2 separate regions of the Ovis aries genome follow, and region 1 is linked to region 2. The links are chromatin contacts, called in public Hi-C maps. All regions are on one chromosome and are shown on one strand. The core of a region is the stretch at or near the end of the contact, and the rest is flanking DNA. Distances in the headings are between cores, read along the strand shown. Region 1 overlaps PLXNC1 (plexin C1). Region 2 holds the start of PLXNC1 (plexin C1).

Region 1 (6,746 bases), core at 1,619-4,118, 110 kb after region 2:
ATATGTGGTTTTTATGGATTGAAGGCTAAGGTAGTTGAAACCTAGATGTTAAAAAAAACACCCACAGGGAGGCATCCTGTTAACACCCCATTGCTGGGCCCCTCATGTTTCCCTGGAGATGGCTATCAACACCAAGCAAGCCACAGATGATGGTTAACCCTAATTAACCAAGGCTCTGGTTTTTTTCTGTTTTTTTTTTTTTTAGTGTGCTTTTTTTCCATCGTCTGTGTATCTTTTTTTTTTTTTCTTGAGATATAATTGACATACAGCTCTGTAGAGGTTTTAGGTGCACAGCATGAGCAACACAATCTGATCTCTCTCTGAGTTTGAGGTTTTTTTTTCATATGCCATATTTAAGTGAACTCATACAGTATTTTTCTTTCTCTATTTCACTTCACATGACACCCTCGAGATCCATCCATGTTATTGCAAATGGCAGGATTTCCTTCTTTTTTATGGCTGAATACCATTCCATTGTATATAGGCACCACATCTTCCGTATCCATTCATCTGTTGCGGACACTTCCATGTCTTGGCTATTGTAACCCAGGCTCTGTTTTTACACAGGTGTCTGTTTGCTTCCTTCTTAACGATTGCCCTGCAAACCAAGCTGGTCTACCTGACCAGCATCCTGGAGGTGCTGACCAGGGACTTAATGGAGCAGTGCAGCAACATGCAACCTAAGCTCATGCTCAGACGCACAGAGTCCGTAGTGGAGAAGCTCCTCACAAACTGGATGTCTGTCTGCCTTTCCGGTTTTCTGCGGGTAAGTGTCGAATCCCTCGGCAGTGTCAGAAGTAAGACGGTAAGCAGTTATTTTCAGCAGATGCTAACGTCTTTGCCAGGATAAGTCCTGCGTACTCCGTGGTGTCAGTATTTAACTGCTTTTAGTCTTGGTCCTCACCAGGGGCACATGAAGGGGAAGAGAAAATTTGCTTTGGCTCTGATTGGCTTGTGCAAGTGTGATTCATTTAGAATTTCCTCAGGTAAGACCTCTCTCTTCTTAAAAATTGGATTAAGAAATACAGTCAATGTGAGACCCTTCTCACAGATTTTTAAGTGTACACAAGTGTTATCTTTCGCCACAATGTGGTACAATTGATTTCTAGAGCTTACCTTACGTAACTGAGACTTTAAACCCAGTGGCTTTTGTGTCCATCTTCACATGGTTAATTAACACATGCTGGGTGAGATGGCTGGCAGGCATCACTGACTCAATGGACCTGAGTTTGAGTGAACTCCAGGAGTTGGTGATGGACAGGGAGGCCTGGCATGCTGCAGTTCATGGGGTCACAAAGAGTTGGACACGACCGAGCAACTGAACTGAACTGAACTGAATGGAGAGAACATTCCTTTCTCTTTTTTTCTTATGCCTGTGCTGTGTGGCATATGGGATCTTAATTCCCCAATCAGGGATCAAACCCATGCCCCTGTACTGGAAACTCAGTCTTAACTACTGGACTGCCAGGGAAGTCCCCATATTTCAAATACTGATGAAAACACACTCTTTTCAGAGCCTCTGAGCATCTGGGAAATTGCTGTTTACTTACCACATGAGCTAATGACATTCAAATCCAAGTGGTCATCTCATGTGAAAGCAAGTCTCCAAAGAGCCCTCCACCCCTTGAGTTCACTTTGTGAGAGTTTCTATGGAAATATGGTTGTAGTCTAGTTGAATCTTGAAATCTTTTCTTACATGAGGTTTTCACAGATGCCATAGGTAAGAGGGAGTACTCTGGAGTCTGCTGCCTGGTCTAAAACTAGACTCTACCACTTACTATAGGCCCCAAGCAGGTGTTTTGACCAGCCTGAGCCTTGGGTTTATAACCTGTAGAATGGAAGAATGTTTTAGGGCTGTTCTGAAGCATAAATGAAAAAATGTATGCAATTGCTTGGCATTGAGGAAGCACTCCATAAACTGTGCCCATTATTATTATGAAATATTAATAGGAAAAGAAGTGTGTTCTGTTGAACCCAGTCTCCATTCAACCCTCTGAGGCCCCTGGTGCAGGAGGTTCTTATCCTTCTTTAATTTTACCAGCCATCCAGATTCCAGCAAAACTGCATAATTGTGTATTTGTAGCTGGTTCCGAAATCTAATTAAAGTTTGAATAAGATACACTGCTATGCCACAGGTTTTAACAGTGCTACTTAAGTTTAGATCCAAAAAGCAGTGCCTTAAATAGACTATGCTTAGAGTTTAACGCAATCTTACAAGTAGAGGCACAACATTTTTTTTTTCTTTACCAACCCTTTTCTCTCCCAAGGCAATACCCATTTATTAAGATTGATGAAATCTGCCTTCTTTTCTGTTTACTTGGTATAAATCATCATATGCTTTGGGGAGATGGGGAGCAGTTATTTCTGGGGTGAATATTTTTGGCTCCCTAGCTTCAGCCACAGCTGCTTCGAAAGAGGTAGCAGGGCCCTCACCTAGTTCCTGGCTCTTAGTCTCAAAAGGCACCCCCTGCCCCACCACTCGCTAGAGCCACTGACTCAGAAACTCAAGGCGAGGTCTGGCAGTCCCGGTTTCCAGGCTCCTGCAGGTGATCCCATCACCCTGCCTTTGAGAATGTGGGAGAGGGGAGCAGAAGGAACCCTGGCCTAGGAGTCTTGGCTAGACGTTCATCTCAGCCCAGCTCGCTTTGTGGCTCTGGGCATGGTCCTTCCCATCTGGGCATCTTCCCACTGAAGGAGGGGCCTGGCCATTAAAGAGGTCAGGAGTCCCCAAAGTCTGGGCTGAGAGCCCAAACGGCCCCTCTGAGCAGAGGATTCTGCATTAGGATTTTGCAGTGCTGATTCATGGGTGTCTTGAGCACTTGGGGTAGGGAGGGGGCAGCATGCTCCCTGGGGAGGAAGTGGCATTCAGCCAGTTGAGTGATACTTTCATTTTCAGGGGAACAATTCCCTCTGGCGTGGAGGGCCTGATTTCCCCCTCCACATGCCCAAAGGGCACAGGGCTCTGATGGCCTAGTCCTCCTGCCTGCCCTATCTCCCCATCCCGCCCCAAACGTTTGCTTGGGCGCCATGTATTCTGTGACCTCCAGGTAACTTCCTCCTCTCTGCCTCCAAGGCCGTGTGGGTCAAGTACTAATGATAACTGCCATTTATTGAATGTGCCAGCCAGTGTGCTAAGAGCTTTGCTTCTTTTTCTCATTGAATCCCATGAGGTGAGGACCTTTATGACCATTTTGCATTCCGGAGAGTTGGGGTGCACAGAATAGACGAGAGTTTTCTACTCACAGATCCCACAGCGCTGTGACAACACCAGAGAGCTCTTAGCCACCCCGCTTACTGCTTCCTCAAGGGGGAGGCCACCTTCTTCAGGCTTAGGAAAGGATTCAGGGTGGGGTGGGGCGGGGTGGGATGGTGAATGAGATCACAGGTGCAAAAGCCTCAAGCTCAGCTATGGCCAGAGAATCTGGTCTCCTGAAGGAAAGGACGGTGAAAAGGCCAACCTTAATTCCCATCACAGGATGGGAAGGGTGGGGTCAGTTCCGTAAAGGGAGCTCTGAAGGCCGGCTCCCCAGGAGCTGTGTGCATCCTGGTCTGAGTAGGTTCTAACACAACTTAGAACTTGTGTTCGGTGGTGACAAAGAAACCCCATGGCCTCATGTTTTCCTAAGTTGGCCATGCACCAGAATCTGCTGGGAAGGTGTTAAAACTACCAACGCTCAGACCTCTTCTCCAGAGATCCCGCATTTAAAGTAGAATCCAGATGTCTGAGTTATTTTTATAACAGCCCCAAGGGATTCTGGTGATGATTCTCCAGGTTTCGAACCACGGGTGTGGATAACAATGCCAGATGAGATGTTATTTATCTGAGTTTAGCTGCAGTCTTCCGGAGAATTCTGACTACAGGGCCACTGAGTCTGAAGCTGTCGCTCTGCACAGCCCAGAGGAGCCCACTGGCCCCCAAATGCCGACCTCTACAGAAGCCTCCAGCCCCCTCCCAAGGGTGCTTATCCCCATCTCTGATGTGGGCTAGAAGCAAAGAGAAGTGAGGTTCTAGGTTTGCGGTCAGGATATTACCTAAGGGGGTGGAGGGAGAGAGAAGAGAGCCGTGTGGTTGTGAACCTCTAAATAAAGGAAGTTTCTCATGAGAATTGAAATGCCGTGTTCTAGTCCCAGCACTCTCCCCACCTGGGAAATTTTTGAACATTCCAGCCCTGTCCTACAGTAAGGAAGCGACTAGAGGCTCTGTCAGCAGGGGAGAGGGAAGTGGTGCGGGGGCCCAGGGGCGGTGGGGCGGCACAGGAGAGACAGGAAGCCAGGGACAGGGACGGAGGAGGGATGCGCCCCTGCTGGCAGTGTAGAGAATGGTATGGGGGCCGGTGGGGTGGGATCCCAGGAGACTTCAAAGATGTCTTGGTTTACCTGTTCAAGGGAAAGCAGGTGAGAGATTCGGTGAAATCTTCCTTTCCAGGCCAGATGCATTGGCTGTGAAGCTTGACTTTGTAAACTGGGGCTTTAGGCCCTAGTCACGTGGTTGGCTGCTCATCATCACCGAGGCAGTCTGACTTCCTGGTTGTGGCCCTGATTCTTTCCTCCCCCTCAAATTCAGTTTAATAATATCCTTTTGATCACAGATGGCTTCTTTACTTCGTTTATTTTCTACACGATAGTCAACCCAGGGCTACATGCCTTGGAAGGCTGCATGAGAGCACAGCACACAAGCCTCCCGCTTTGGGGCTGCTCTGAGTCCATTCAAGCACAAAGTGGCTACAGATTTGAAGCATTTCTATAACAGCAAGGGTGGACACCCTTGATCCAGGAAAAAAAACAAGTGCAGGAGGAAGTTATCAGAATGCTTGGGAAGATCCTTAGAGTCATGGAATCGGATCTAGCCTGAGGAAGGAGACAGGGTTCCTCTGCAGCCTGTACTAGCAAAGGTACCCAGGTGGGACCATGATGGCTGGGGCCGGGAACCACTGGGGGCTGGCTTGCTCATGAGCAGGTGAGGCTGCAGATTGTGTAACTAAGGGCCACTTCCTTTATGAGAAGCTGTTAACACCAAAATTTCCTCCTAGATAAATTTATAAAATGTTCTTATGTTTATTCTAGTTACCAAGGTTAATCATCCTGCCATTTATTTTCAGCGTGCTAAAAAAAAAAAAAAAAAAAAACAACTGGGGCAGTTAAATAGGAATGTAAACAAAGGTTAAACCTCTGCGAACTGTTCTTAGGCCAACTGATGAGAGTTAGGCTGAAGTAGAGAAGCTTAACGCATAAAAGAATGATCAATCTGTGTACTGCATGCTGTTATCAACTGTAAATGCAGTGAGAGAAAGTGTGTATGTGTTTGTGTGTGTGTGAACACGTGTTTGCTAGGGAGAGGAGGCAGCTTCCTGAGTTTTGCTCCCAGTCCTAAGTAGAGCAATATGTATTTTCTTGAGAGTTTCATGTTGATTGTTAGAAAACACTGCCTCCTGTCTCTTGTCATGGTGCCATAAACTGAAACTTTCATTCTTTGGAAAGTACAGTGGATTCTGGCAAAAACTGTTACTTTTGCATCTTTTTCCAAGGAGACTGTTGGGGAGCCATTCTATTTGCTGGTGACAACTCTGAACCAAAAAATAAACAAGGGCCCCGTCGATGTAATCACTTGCAAAGCACTGTACACCCTTAATGAGGACTGGCTGCTGTGGCAGGTTCCAGAATTCAGTACTGTGGTAAGTTTGCAATGAAGCTGGTGGGGTGGACAGTGTCTGTGGGGGGTGGGGGGAGAGTGTCACTTGAAATGATGTCACGACTACTGTGAGAGGCCTCAGACTTTTAGTTAATTAAAAACAGTAGTTGATAAAATATTAACACGTGTTCACATAATAGATTTTAATTACTCTGATTGGGGAGAAAAGTATTATAACGATGCCTGAGGAACTCATCAATTTCCAAAGATTTTAATATCAGGATTGCTTATGGCCTTCAGCATCATCAAAGGAAATGCAAAGTACTCCCTATTCAGCATTTAGAATTGCAATCAGAATTTCTCAAATGACTCTGCCCTGGAAGACAATGTGTGAAGATGTATTTCAACCAAATTGAGGCCGTCTTATTTTAGAATGATAACGCAAGACAAATTCCACTGTGTTCCCCTGCAACCTGACGCCCTTACTTTATTTTCATGGATTAGTTACAAATGTTTGGTGTCATGCACTTAATGTTCTGTGATCTCATAGATATTTTTAGAGGAATGCTGTAAATCATGGCAGTAAGATGATTGCCTGGTTGCTGGAGGGTTTCACCCATTTAAGAACTTCCTTTTCTCCCATCCCCACTCCACCCACCCACCCTCTTCCCTTCCTTAAAGGAAAAGAGACCGGTTTTTTTTTTTTTTTTTTTTTTTCACAGTCAGGAATTTTAGAGAGTTAAGCGTGGCAAGTATCTCCAAAATCACTTTGGATTTTTCTGTGCTTTTCTGTTAATAGAGGCTTGGGAAAGAGATGGCTGTGTTTTGGCTTTGATCTTTGGCTTTATGGAGATTCTGAGCTGCTCACAATCTCATGAGTGGGGAAGGAGGGAAAAAATTACAGTGGGGTTTTGGTATTTCTGAGTGAAAGGGCTGAGTCTCCTGCGGCTTTGCTGTGGATGGCGAGCACTGCAGTGTCATCCTGGAAGAATCTATCCTTAATTGGAGCAGGCACCACGGTGCTGTAGACTATGTTCTGGTTGTGTCCTCTGGTGGGATAATAGTCCCTCAGTAAGCTTTATAGAGCTCTTGGTCATTGCCAAATGGAGCTCAGCCT
Region 2 (7,078 bases), core at 1,666-4,165:
AAAAAATAGGCACAGATTCTGATTTCTTTCACCATAGGAGCCTGCATACAATTAAATGGGAGAGAAAAGAAGCCTGCTCTCCAGAGCGGGGCTTACGATCCCAGTAGAATGCCAAGAGACGGTAGCCATCAAAGCCACTTATGCTTCTTGCTGGTAGTGTTTTTAAGATGTTGTTTCTTTTTCAACATGAGGCAGCAATGAATTGAGTAGTGATCAAAATGCCGCACCACAGAGTATGTTTAATCCAAATAGCTCCCAAGATGGGCTGCTCCTGATTGTACCAACTCTACGGGACTTCAAGAAATTACTTGGTTACCAGTGAAGTAAAACTATCTCCAGAATGGAATTGAACTGTTGCTTCTCATAACAACATTGCCACAGCCGGCTCATGAAGGCAGTGATCATTGTTTCTTCACCATTCACGGGAAACGCTGTCAAAATATGGGCGCACACATCCTCTCCTATGCTGTGAAGGGTTCCATGAGCTACTGCAGATGCTTCCAAGACACCACTTTTTCCACTGCCAGCAGTGCAAAAATTCTTAAAACGTTTCAGGTGGGAAGACAGTGCAGGGAGTGGCGCCTGTTTATTTTGGAGCAGAGCGTGTCTGATTAGCCTCTCCTAAAGATCTCCTGGTTCACCTCGATCTGGTAGGTCTTTCCCTTGCCCCTCTTCTCTCCTCACCAGCACCCCAACCGCCGTCACCGCAGCAGAAAGAGCGACCTGACAGCTTGTAGGAAAGCACATGCTGCCTCCTGGCAGGCAAAGATAATGTTATCCAATTTCAAACAAGGAAAGGACAAATGGAAAGATGACCACTTGTGAATTCAAAGTATGAGAGCTACTGCCGGGATGATGTGAACCTTTAACTGCACATCCAGATTGGAAACCCCAGTTCCTCTCGTGTGTCTTGCTTCCCCTCAACCTCCTTTGCTTTAGCCTTCCAGATCAGTCTCCTCCCGCCCTGTCCCTCAGCACCGGGGAGAAGAACTTGAGGCACTATGGTAGAAGTTTAAAACCTGCAACAGCTGCTCCTTCAGAAGGACTCAGCATCTAGAGGAAGCCCAGGCACCCACCCCATCCCACCCCCGAACCGATTCCATCTAGAATTGGGAAACTGGGAGGGGAAGGAAGAAAGGGGTTGTGACCAATTGCCGTCCCTGGGGCCTCTGGTCTGGAAATGGCCTGGAAAGAGTCACAGATCCTCTGTCATGGGGTGCACCGGGTTCCCCCTGCTGCGCCCCCGGATCACCTGCCAGATGGTAAGGTGCAGCTGCCTCAGGGCTGGGAGGCATCTGTGCAGTCTCTGAGGCTCCCTTCTGAGAAAGCATGAACCTACACACAGGTGACTCAGATAGTCACTGGGCTCCAGAAGTTCTTGGTGGTTTGGGGGGCGGCCCAGCTGGTATTTGCCGCCTTGGTGGGTTGGTGAGACCTCAGAGAGTCCAAAGGAAAGAGGTGCCAAAGGAGGACACAGACGGAGCGCCTCTAGGGAAATAAGGGTACTTGACTCTGAAGGCTGGGCTGGGAAGTAGGTGGGAACATTTAACTTGGGGAACTTTTCTGCCCCACCTGCTGAGAATGCTCTCCAGGTAGTTCTGTAAAGACCACAGGTGGAACTTGGCTAGAGGGAGCGGTGTAAGCGGCCCTGAGCTAGAAGAGAATTCGAATCTCACTTCTGCTGTCTGCCAGCAGTAGGACCCCCGGCAAGTTCCGCAACGTCTCCACCCCTCCTAACGAAATGGGGCTGATAATAACAAGTCACTAACAGGGTTGTTATGGGTATTAAATGAGTTTTAATCCACGTAATGAATTTCAAGCGGGACCCGGCACGCAGTACGTTCTCAATAAATACTAGCCACGCTCATTCAGGTTAGATGATGAGAAGAACTTTCTAAGTGCTAGGTTTGAAAGCCTGGGACTCCGTTGCCAAGGGAAATGCGAGAACCTCCTCAAGTATGGGAGCTCCGGCCCCAGGGATTGTCCAGAACCAGAATCTCGGCGCCTGCCTTTCCCCCACCTCACTCCTCTGACCCGGGGAAACCCAGCGCCTGTCACAGGGGCGCCTTGGTTCCTTGAGCCTCGGGCTTGTCAGTGTTTCCCTCTCTCGCGCTCCTCCCCAGGGCCTCCCTCCCGCCGCTCCACACCTGTCAGCCGCCCTCGCAGCCTCCCAGTGGCCCGAGCCCCGGGCCTCAGCTGCAACCCTTCGGCGGCCTGGGTCCTAGCTCCCCGAGCCTTGCGCATCTCTCCGCGCCGCTCTCGTAAACAAAACCCGAGCGTTGGAGCAGCCCCGCGGGCGGACAGGCGCTGGAGCCAGCTTGGTGCGCTGTTAGCGCGCCCCGGGAGCCCCGGGCGAGCTAAGGGGCTATGGTGGTGGCGGCGGCAGGCGGCTCAGCTTTGTTATGAATAGATGAAAGAGGCCACCTACACAGTAACCCAAATTACGAGACCTCCCTCCTCCCTATCTCACCGAATCAAGAGGGGAGGGGAGATGGGCGTGGAGGGAGGGCGGGCGGACAGGAGGCGGAGGGAGGAGGAGGAAGAGGATGAGGAAGGGGGCCAGTTGCATCCCACTTTCACAATGGGAAAGTGAAACGCACAAGCGCACCCAACCTCTCCAGCCCTCCCCGCCTGCCTCGCTCCCCTCCGCCCGTCCCCTCCCTTCCCCTCCGCGCCTCCCCTCGAGCGCCAGCATTGCACAGAGGAACTCTCCGGAGAAGGAGGGCCCGGAGGAAGCGGCGCCGGAGCGCGCAGGGCTTGCCGCCGCCGCCGCTGCACAGGCTGCCGGAACGAGCCCGCCGCGCGCCGCCCTCCCCGCTCTCCTTCCCGGGCGAGCCGCAGGGATGGGGCGGCCGCGGGAGCCCGAGCGCGCGCAGGAGCCGCCGCCGCCCGCGTCTCACTCGCCGCGCGCCTGAGCCGCCGTCGCCGCCGCGCGCCCTGCCCGGGGGCGGCCCCCCCCCCCACGCCACAGCCCCATGGAGGTCTCCCGGAGGAAGGCACCGCCGCGCCCCCCGCGCCCCGCCGCGCTGCTGCCGCTGCTTGCCTATCTGCTGGCGCTCGCGGCGCCCGGCCGGGGCGCGGACGAGCCCGTGTGGCGGTCGCAGCAAGCTATCGGAGCCATCGCGGTGAGCCGGGAGGACGGCGTGTTCGTGGCGAGCGGCAGCTGCCTAGACCAGCTGGACTACAGCCTGGAGCACAGGCTCTCGCGCCTATACCGGGACCAAGCGGGCAACTGCTCGGAGCCCGTCCCGCTGGCGCCCCCCGCGCGGCCCCGGCCGGGCAGCAGCTTCAGCAAGCTGCTGCTGCCCTACCGCGAGGGGGCGGCCGGCCTCGAGGGGCTGCTGCTCACCGGCTGGACCTTCGACCGGGGCGCCTGCGAGGTGCGACCCCTGGGCAACCTGAGCCGCAGCTCCCTGCGCAACGGCACCGAGGTGGTGTCGTGTCACCCGCAGGGCTCGACGGCCGGCGTGGTGTACTACGCGAACGACACCCAGAGCTGGTACCTGGCCGTGGCCGCCACCTATGTGCTGCCCGAGTCCGAGACGGCCAGCCGCTGCAACCCCGCGGCGTCCGACCGCGAAACGGCCATCGCGCTCAAGGACACCGGGAAGCGCAGCCTGGCCACGAAGGAGACGGGACGCCTCAAGCTGCGCGACGGCGGGAGCAGCCTGCACTTCGTGGACGCCTTTCTCTGGAACGGCAGCGTCTACTTCCCCTACTACCCCTACAACTACTCGAGAGGCGCCGCCACCGGCTGGCCCAGCATGGCGCGCATCGCCAAGAGCTCCGAGATGCTTCTGTTCCAGGGCCAGGCGGCCCTCCACTGCGGCCGCGGCCACCCAGACGGCCGCCGCCTGCTGCTCTCCTCCAGCTTGGTGGAGGCCCTGGACGTCTGGGCGGGCGTGTTCAGCGCAGCCACCGGAGAGGACCAGGAGAAGCGGTCGCCCACCACCACCGCACTCTGCCTCTTCAGGATGAGTGAGATCCAGGCGCGCACCAAGATCTGCCGCTGGGACTTCGAGATCGATAACAACGAGAACAACTGCGTAAGTCCTGCCCCTTCCTGGGTAGGGGAGCGCTCCCTTTGCGGAGCCGCGGGCGAGGCAGAGCCGCAGGCAGAGAGGGTTGACCTTTACCAGTTCTCGGATTTACGCAGCCCTGTGGCCGCCCGACCACCGTTCTGGTACCTCGGGCTACTCTCAAGCACGACCAGAGGTCCCCGAGGGAGTGTGAAAAAAGGGAGGTGGAGAGGGTAGGAGTTAAGCTCAAAACTCTGGTGACTGCATCCCGTTGCCATCCCTGCCTATCCAAACAGGGGCGCTTGTTTGGGTCTGAGCCTCCCCAGGCAGCTCCCCCGCCCTCCCCTAAACGCTTCCCCCGGTGTGTGGTCTGGGTTGGCCTGCGGCTTTGACCCTTGTCCTCACCAGGGTTACCAAACGCAGTGCCCTGGGCTGAGAAGCCGTGGAACCTAAAGGACTTGCCACACCCCAGTCTTTGTGCCCACCCCCCGTAACCCTTGTGATGTGGTCTGAAGAGTTGGTCTGCTCGACACCGGTCAGCGCTAGGCTGGAACAGAGGCTCAGGCTTGGGGGGAACAGAACCCTCTGCGCGGCCCGGTGCAAGGGGGCGGGGCTGTGGCTCTGTGGAGGGTGTGCGCTGTGGTCTACAGCTCGGGGGAGAGGCTGGGCCCGCGGAGGTGGCTTTGTGGGTAAAAAGCCTCACCCTAGAGGGGAGGGCGAGAGAAAGTGTTGGGGGTGCCACAGGCAGTTTCTGGGCTCCAGATTGTCTGACTAGATGGCGGGGCTCAGGGGCACCACCCACCCAGGCAAATGGCAGAGTTTTTCACCACCACCACCCCCCCCACCTCCCCCAGGGTCCCCAGGACAGCCACAGCTTGACTCTTGAAACTGGCATTTCTTTGACTGGGAAAGAAAGCCGAGGTTCAAGAGGGTCCAGTGGATGGGGATTATGGAGCCATTGTGCGCTTCTCCGAGGCTCTTTTCCTTCCAAGGCTGCTGGCACATCAACTCCACATATGGCTCCTGAGAGGGGAGCCTGCTGAGCGCCTCCTTTATAACTGGACAGAAATCAAAGAGCAGAAATTAACGGCTACAGGTGTTGCCATTGTTTTGGTATAAAATGCGTCAGAGAGCAAGGCGAGAAGTCTTCACTTGGAAAAATGTGCTGTGTTGATACATTTGTTGTGTAAGCACAGAGAGGACATTGGCGCTAAGGTCTATTGAGAAGTGTATGGAAAGACACTCCCACCTTCACCCAGGCAGAGCCCATCTTACCAAATATTAGCCTTATTACCCAGAAAGAAAAAAAAAAAAAAACAGGTTTTTTGCAAGGCCTCTTAGAATGGTCATTTGCTTCCTCCTCCTTGCCCACTACTTGTGTGCTGGGGCACACACATAATGTCTTCATTTGGTCACTGTTATAATTATTACATTATATACATTACGCAAATGTATATAATGCATAATACTTCCTACATGACTTCATCTGGCTATACAATTATAAGTTAATATTTAATATCTGTCTTCGTGAGATCCTTATGAGTTCAAGTTCGGCAAAAATCACCATCTTTGACTTCTCTGTTGAAAGACTTGAAAGTACCCCCACATAGCACTTAGTGTGCAGCTTTAGGCATACTTGGTCTCTCGGGTCAATGTCGAGACAGCTCGGAGGCCCGCAGCAGGTGATAACAGTGGAAATCCAAGCTCCGCCATCTGACAGCTGTGTAGATGTGTGGGAGCCAAAACATTTCTCTTGACTGCCTCGCTCTACCCATTGAGTCCTGGAGGACTTAGTTCCCTTCCAAACCCAGCAGGCACCCTGAATGCACTCAGATTCCACGTTTTTGGCTCGATCAGGTGTTCCTCCTTGCGCTGGGATGATGGGAAGGAAAAGTCAGAGAGCTGCTTATCCATCTTTGTGTGGGGCACTTCTGGGAGGTGGCTGCCCCCTTAGAAATCAAGCAAGGGGTAAACACATGCTGCCAAAAATCTGGAATTGGAAAAATAAATAATTAAACTAGGTCCCATCACAGCATGTCTTGCTGCTGTTATTTATCGAAAGCTCCCAGTGTGCTCAGAGCTGCAGTTTCTGAAAGACGGGGTCTCTAACCCCTGAGCTTGTCATCCAAATTAAATAATGTACTCCAGTTCAAACAATAGCTTGTCAGGGCTGCCCAGGTGGGAACTTGGAGTTTTGCCTTTTATAAAAAAATATGGAAGTAAATTCCTTGCTGCTCGTATGTATTAAAAAGCCTTAATGGAATTGAGTTTCAAGAGAGACTTTGAATGGGGAGGGGGGGAAAGGCGGTAGTTTCGATGAAAAAGCTGACAATTTTATAACCTATTAAATAGGCAGATGAGATAGTTGAACAGATATTTGTTTGATGCCTGCTAGGGCAGGCAGTGCTCTGGCAGTGCCACTGAATCTGCCATCGAAAGGACAATAGCAGGTGGCAACCCCATTTAATGGAGTTATGAGATCAGTGTGCCCCTAGTTGTCGCTCAGAACAATGATGTCATTTGGGTTGCGTTTGTTCTGCATTTTATTTTCAGGTTTTCAGTGTGTTTTGGAAAAGCCACGCTGAATTACAAGGTACCTATGACAGCAGACGAAACTTGAAAAACCACTCTAGAGGGAGCCTCAGTCGATTCTAACAGTGGTTCCCCCAGAGCAGACGCAGCATTGTAGTAGTAATCCATAGGCAGTGAGGCACAAGCATAGACTGGCTTGCCTTCCCCTGCTCCGCCTGTGTGACTCTCTTCCTTTCCATCTTCAGTCAGCCGTGGGTAGGAAAGTGACGGGGATGACTGGGTTGTGTTTTCTCATGTCTAGGTTCTCTCCTGATCTCTTGTGAGCTGATTCTCTTGCCTTCAGCTTCTCTCGCTAAGGATTCATTCACGAGATGCTTGGGCAATGATTGCGTCCTCAGCCGTTCACACACTGGGCCATGATTTTTTTTTCTGTCTTGCCTCCAACTTTGAGTCCCCTTTCACAAGTATGGCAGGTTAGCTCCAGCCTGCAAATGTGCCCAGGCAGCCTGATTCTGTAGACCCTCTCT

The links. A called contact is a pair of places that touch in the nucleus more often than the background predicts.
Region 1: a contact with region 2 is called in a Hi-C map of blood, with 2.7 times the contacts expected there. The contact joins the enhancer-like site here to the promoter of PLXNC1 in region 2. A contact is called at or near these places in 2 of 16 Hi-C or Micro-C datasets (both in blood).

What each region holds. Positions count from the first base shown.
Region 1 is chr3:130,529,288-130,536,033 of ARS-UI_Ramb_v3.0, forward strand. PLXNC1 (plexin C1) reads left to right here. Exons shown (of 30, transcript XM_060412507.1): 20 at 568-766; 21 at 5,526-5,672. Among named protein-coding and RNA genes, the nearest start is that of PLXNC1, 110 kb to the left of the region's middle. Within about 2 kb of position 2,869, at least 8 of the 54 cell types and tissues checked have an H3K27ac peak or open chromatin away from gene starts, as enhancers often do.
Region 2 is chr3:130,417,134-130,424,211 of ARS-UI_Ramb_v3.0, forward strand. It overlaps PLXNC1 (plexin C1), which reads left to right and starts at 2,916. Exons shown (of 30, transcript XM_060412507.1): 1 at 2,916-4,046. The coding sequence starts at 2,976. It overlaps LOC121819097 (a long non-coding RNA gene), which reads right to left and starts at 2,938. Exons shown (of 3, transcript XR_009599889.1): 1 at 1-2,938.